Linked DNA regions of Sus scrofa: region 1 is linked to region 2. The links are chromatin contacts, called in public HiChIP or PLAC-seq maps. All regions are on one chromosome and are shown on one strand. The core of a region is the stretch at or near the end of the contact, and the rest is flanking DNA. Distances in the headings are between cores, read along the strand shown. Region 1 overlaps ZFYVE27 (protrudin). Region 2 has its middle 7.9 kb from the start of RRP12.

What was found. HiChIP or PLAC-seq counts read pairs in DNA pulled down with a chosen protein or histone mark.
Region 1: an H3K27ac HiChIP or PLAC-seq map of alveolar macrophages shows a contact between it and region 2. The contact joins two enhancer-like sites. A contact is called at or near these places in 2 of 5 promoter capture datasets (fetal liver and liver), 2 of 47 Hi-C or Micro-C datasets (embryonic fibroblasts and skeletal muscle) and 1 of 2 datasets of contacts at active chromatin or transcription factors (alveolar macrophages).

What each region holds. Positions count from the first base shown.
Region 1 is chr14:109,095,729-109,098,428 of Sscrofa11.1, forward strand. ZFYVE27 (protrudin) reads left to right here. Exons shown (of 13, transcript XM_005657447.3): 4 at 1,101-1,287. Among named protein-coding and RNA genes, the nearest start is that of ZFYVE27, 8.3 kb to the left of the region's middle. Within about 2 kb of position 1,368, at least 4 of the 83 cell types and tissues checked have an H3K27ac peak or open chromatin away from gene starts, as enhancers often do. A contact at or near this core is called in alveolar macrophages, where this site is marked.
Region 2 is chr14:108,812,067-108,814,766 of Sscrofa11.1, forward strand. No RefSeq gene overlaps it. Among named protein-coding and RNA genes, the nearest start is that of RRP12, 7.9 kb to the left of the region's middle. Within about 2 kb of position 1,320, at least 15 of the 83 cell types and tissues checked have an H3K27ac peak or open chromatin away from gene starts, as enhancers often do. A contact at or near this core is called in alveolar macrophages, where this site is marked.

The sequences.
Region 1 (2,700 bases), core at 118-2,617, 280 kb after region 2:
TCTGGGATCATTTGGGGACAAGACATGGGGTGAAGGTACCAGAAAGGTGAGCTGATCAGGAATTTTTGCCACGTCTATTGATTTTCAGTGGCTCAGCAGGTGAACCCGGCGGGGGCTGCTGGGCATTCACCAGTGGTGAGAGGTCTGTGGCATGAAGCCTTTGAGGTTGGTGGGTGGACAGGTGGGTAGCTGGAGTAGCTCCTGGGGACCTTTCATGACAAGATATGCTGTGATCCAGACCTTTCGGTTGGAACTGGCAGATGGCTGCAGGAAAAGCCCAGCCACTCAAGGGAAAATAAAAGACCTGGGACAGAATGTTCTGAGGAGCTGGGTCCTTTATTCTTGCATTTCTCACGTGTCTCCATTGCTTCCTGTGGTTTCAGTGGGTTGAAAAGAAACCCAGTTCACATAGGACCTCATCTTCTGTGTCTTAGTGGGACTCTTCTTTGCCTGGTTGAAACTCAGGTATCCTTCCCAGGCTCTTAGATTTTTCTGAATGTATTTCCAAAATAAATCAGTTCAGATGGCAGGTGTTTAACAACCATTTACTCTGCAGTTCTCTGTTAGCTTGTTTGGGGGGTACCATGGAACATGGAAGAAGTGCCTTCTTTGGATTTTCTTTCAGCCTCACCATTTCTCAATCCACAGTGGTCTGTGTTATCCTTAGCTCCAGAGGAAGGCTCCCAATCTCCCCTGTGGCCCAGAGGTCAGAAAGTCAGTCGTCAGGAACTCCTAGTGTCCAGATTCCAGACTCGAGTCACCTGCTGTATGTTATGTGCTAGTGTAGGGTATTTAATATTTTTTAAAATGGTCTGGAGCTACAGCAGTGACCAGATGGGCAAAGTCCCAGCCCTCAGGAGTCTGTATTCATGGAGGAGCCAGTGACCATACCTGTAATCTGCCACGTGGTGATACATTCTGTGAGGAAATCTGAAGCTGGGTTTTAGGGCTGGAGAGTGAGCGTGGAGTTACTGTTTCACACCGAGTGATTGGGGAAGGTCTTTTCGGGCAGAGCCCTGGAGGAGGCGGGGAGGTGAGCATGTGAATGGAGGCTCCTGGCCCTTGCTCCCTGCTTATCTGCAGTGCTCTTGCTCCTCTAGGTGCATGGTACTCAGTGGGCGCCCTGATGATTTCAGTACCCGCCCTGCTGGGCTACCTGCAGGAGGTCTGCCGGGCACGGCTGCCCGAGTCTGAGCTGATGCGGAGGAAGTACCATAGCGTGAGGCAGGAGGACCTGCAGAGAGTGCGCCTGTCCCGTCCCGAGGCCGTGGCTGAGGTGAAGAGCTTGTGAGTATGGAAGGGGCCAGGGAGGTGAGGAACAGTGACAGTACTAGCTGCCACCACACCGAGTGCTTGCTGTATTGGGCAAACCATGAATGTTATTTCCTTTCCTCTTTTTAACAGTTCTAGGCAGTAGCTACTATGATTGTCCTCCCTTTATGGATGAGGAAAAAGGCTTACACAGCTGGAAGTGACTCAGCTGGGATGGGAATCCAGAGGTAGCTGATTTCATTTTGGAGTCTGTACTAAGCACTTGGACACATGAGCCACTGCCTGGGTTCAAATCCCAGCTCTTCCGTTTACTTGCTGTGTGACTTAGGGCAAGTTGCTCAGCCCTCCTGGGCCTCAGGTTCCTTATCTGTTAAATGGGATAATACCTCATAGGTGGTTGTGGAGACTAAAATGAGTGTCTGATACCCAGGAAGTGTTCAGTAAATATTAGTCATCATCACTACGCTGTGGGGGAACTTCCTGCATGTGACAGAGCTGGTCCTTCTGAGGAAGCACCTTAAGACTGTTGGGTAATGTTAACGGTAGCAATTTCAGTGGCTCTCTTGACACACAGCAGGGGTTCTCATCACCCCCCCCCCCAACCCCCAGGCAGCAGAGGCATCTACAGAGCTCCAGAAAACCTCCACCTCCAGAGGTGGAGCGCTGGGCCCCACCTCTGAAATTCTGAGTCAGTTTATCTGGAGTGGGGCCTGGGTATCTGCAGTTTTTCAAAAAACCTTTTTACTTTGAAATAATTTTAAACTTACAGAAGAGTTCCAAGAATATTACAAAGAACTCCCATTTGCCCTTTCCCCAGATAGAGCAGTTATTAACATTTTGCCACATTGGCTTTTATCTTTCTCTCTACACTAAAACATTATTTTTTTCTTCCTGAACCGTTTGAAAGTAAGTTACAAACATCTTGCCTATTTACCCCAAATACTTCAGTGTGTATTTTGTGAGAACAAGGACATTTTCTTATCTGTCCTCAGTCCTGTAATCAACATTAGAAAATTGACATTGATAACATTAACATGGGTACTATTCTCTAATAACTGTTCATGATCACATTTTGCTAGTTGTATTAATAAGGTCTTTTAAATAAATTTCTCCTGATCTAGGATCCAGTCCAGACTCACATTGCATTTAGTTTTTATGTCTCTCTCTCTCTTTTTTTTTTTTTTTGGTCTTTTTTGCCATTTCTTGGGCCGCTCCCGAGGCATATGGAGATTCCCAGGCTAGGGGTTGAATCGGAGCTGTAGCTGCCAGCTTACGCCAGAGCCACAGCAACGCAGGATCTGAGCCACATCTGCGACCTACACCACAGCTCACGGCAACGCCGGATCGTTAACCCACTGAGCAAGGGCAGGGATTGAACCCACAAACTCATGGTTCCTAGTCGGATTCGTTAACCACTGCGCCACGACG
Region 2 (2,700 bases), core at 70-2,569:
TGCCAGGCCATACTGAGTGTGGATAACCTTCCCGCCATGCCCTGCTTTGAAATCCATCTTGGCCAAAAGATGCACATGCAGATCAGGGGAGGGCCCCAGGTCGGGTCAGGTGCAGGAAAATAAAACAAGATAATTGGCCCAGGGAAGACAAAGACCCAGAAGAACTGCCCTATGGAAGTAAATTAAGTCGCCTCTCTGGCACACTCCTCACTCGGAGGGGTCACCTGCCCACTCACTTCTTTGGTGTGTATTACTGCTTTACTTCTGCCTTGGACTAATGGATTAATTCTCTGTATTTCTTTTTTTTTTGCCATTTCTTTGCCCGCTCCTGCAAGCATATGGAGGTTCCCAGGCTAGGGGTCTAATTGGAGCTGTAGCTGCTGGCCTACACCACAGCCACAGCAATGCCAGATCTAAGCTGTGTCTGGGACCTACACTCCAGCTCACGGCAACACTGGATCCTTAACCCACTGAGCAAGGCCAGGGATCGAACCCGCAACCTCATGGTTCCTAGTCGGATTCGTTAACCACTGAGCCACGACGGGAACTCCATGTACTGTGTTTCTAACAACAAACTTTATACCGATTTTTACCATCTTTGCCTCCTTAAAACAGTCTTACTTTCAACAGGGGGCAAGAATCAGGGCAATTCTGCTTTCAGCCTCTAGCTTGTCTGCCCAGGTTTGATTCCTGAACAGAGAATTTAAGATCTTTCTCCAAGCCATCACTCACTGCTGTCTCTCCATAATCAACCCCAGGGCCAGCAGGAAGGCCTCTTTTAGGTCAGTGGGGCCGTAATCTCTTTTGACACTAGGCAGGAGGAAAGAGACCTTGAGGCTTAGCTTCTGGCCCCACACAAAGAGGAAGCAATGGTTTCGATCAAGTTCTGAGGGCAGAAGGGCTTTGTTGCCCTGGGCAGCCCATCCTGACCCATGCAATGGAGTTACAACCGCTCCAGAGCATTTTCCTAACTGCTGGAGCTCTGTTAACGCCCAGGCTTTGGTCTTACGCAAGCTTGTCTTTGGAGCCACGTCCTAGGTGTGACCAGGGGCAGGCGGCTGAACTTTCTAAGCCACAGTTTCCTCATCTGAAAATGGGACTGCTGTTAGGAAGCTGAAATGAGATCACACACGTGCCAGATGCTTAGCACCGTGCCTGGCACAACACTGAGGCAGAAGGCCGAGTGTCCATGGCTTCTGGGCCAGCAACATTCCATTTGGCTAAGAAGAGCTTTTAGGAAGAAGAGTTTGCTTCTTAGAGCAAGTCGGGGGGGAATGAGCACGTGGCCTGATGTACAAAAGAGGAAGTGTGTTTCCCCTTCCGGTGCTAAGAGGGCTGGTATTTGGGCAAGACAGATGGGCTCTTGCTCAAAGCAGGGACTGTCTCAGGAGTTCTGTTGTGGCTCAGTGGGTTGAGAACTTGACTTGGAGTTCCTGTCGTGGCACAGTGGAAATGAATCTGACTAGGAACCATGATGTTGCGGGTTCAATCCCTGGCCTCACTCAGTGGGTTAAGGATCCAGTGTTGCCATGAGCTGGGGTGTAGGTCCCAGACACAGCTTGGATCTGGCATTGCTGTGGCTGTGGTATAAGCCAGCAGCTACAGCTCCAATTAGACCCCTAGCCTGGGAACCTCCATATGCCGCAGATATGGCCCTAAAAAGACAAAAAAAAAAAAAAAAAAAAAAGAACTTGACTAGTATCCATGAGGATGTGGTTCGATCCCTGGCCTCACTCAGTAGGTTGGGCTCTGGTGCTGCAAGCTGTGCCATTGGTCACAGATGCAGCTCAGATCTGTCATTGCTGGCTGTGACGTAGGCTGGTGGCTCTGGCTTGTCTCTGATTTGACCCCTAGCCTGGGAACTTCCATATGTGTCAGGTGAGGCCCAGAAAACCAAACCAAACCAAAAAACAAACAAAAAAACCCATTGGGGACGCTCTCCAAGGTGGAGACCACTCTTGCTTCCACCTGATGGTAGATGTCCATGGCTGGACTAAGGGAATCTGGGTAAGGACAGACAGCATGATCGCCCTTGTTACCTGACATCCTGATTACCCAAAACTCAACCTTCCTCTAAAATTAAATCTTTCCTCACTTACTCCTTTGAACCCCTGATTTTTGCCAAGGCCTCTTTATCAGTAAGGAATCATTTTCTGTTGCTATAACAGAGAACATGGTTACAGTGGCTTAAACACATAGGGTCAATTCATTCATATGTAGAAAATCAAGAGGCAGGTGTGTAGTCCAGGCTGGTATGGTGGCTCCACAGATTGGGCCCCCTCATTTTCTGTTCCACCCTCCATGGTGTGTGACTTCTATCCTCAGTGTCACCTCATGCTCCAAATATAGGCTGCAGGAGCCCCAGCCATCACATCACAATCCAGACCAAGACCCAGAGTCAGTAAAAAGGAAGGGAGGAAGAGCCAAATCATACCTCCTAGCCAAGTCAGCTCCTCCCACCCCCATTTTTTTTTTACAGCCACAGTGGCAGCATATAGAAGTTCCTAGGCTAGGGGTCAAATGGAAACTACAGCTGCAAGCCTGCACCACAGCCAAGCAATGCCAAATCCGAGCCACATCTGCAACCTACGCCACAGCTTGCTGCAGTGCCAGATCCTTAACCCACTGAGCAGGATTTAACCTGCATCCCTGGCCTAGCACTAGTCAGGTTCATTACTGTTGAGCCATAGGATGGAAACT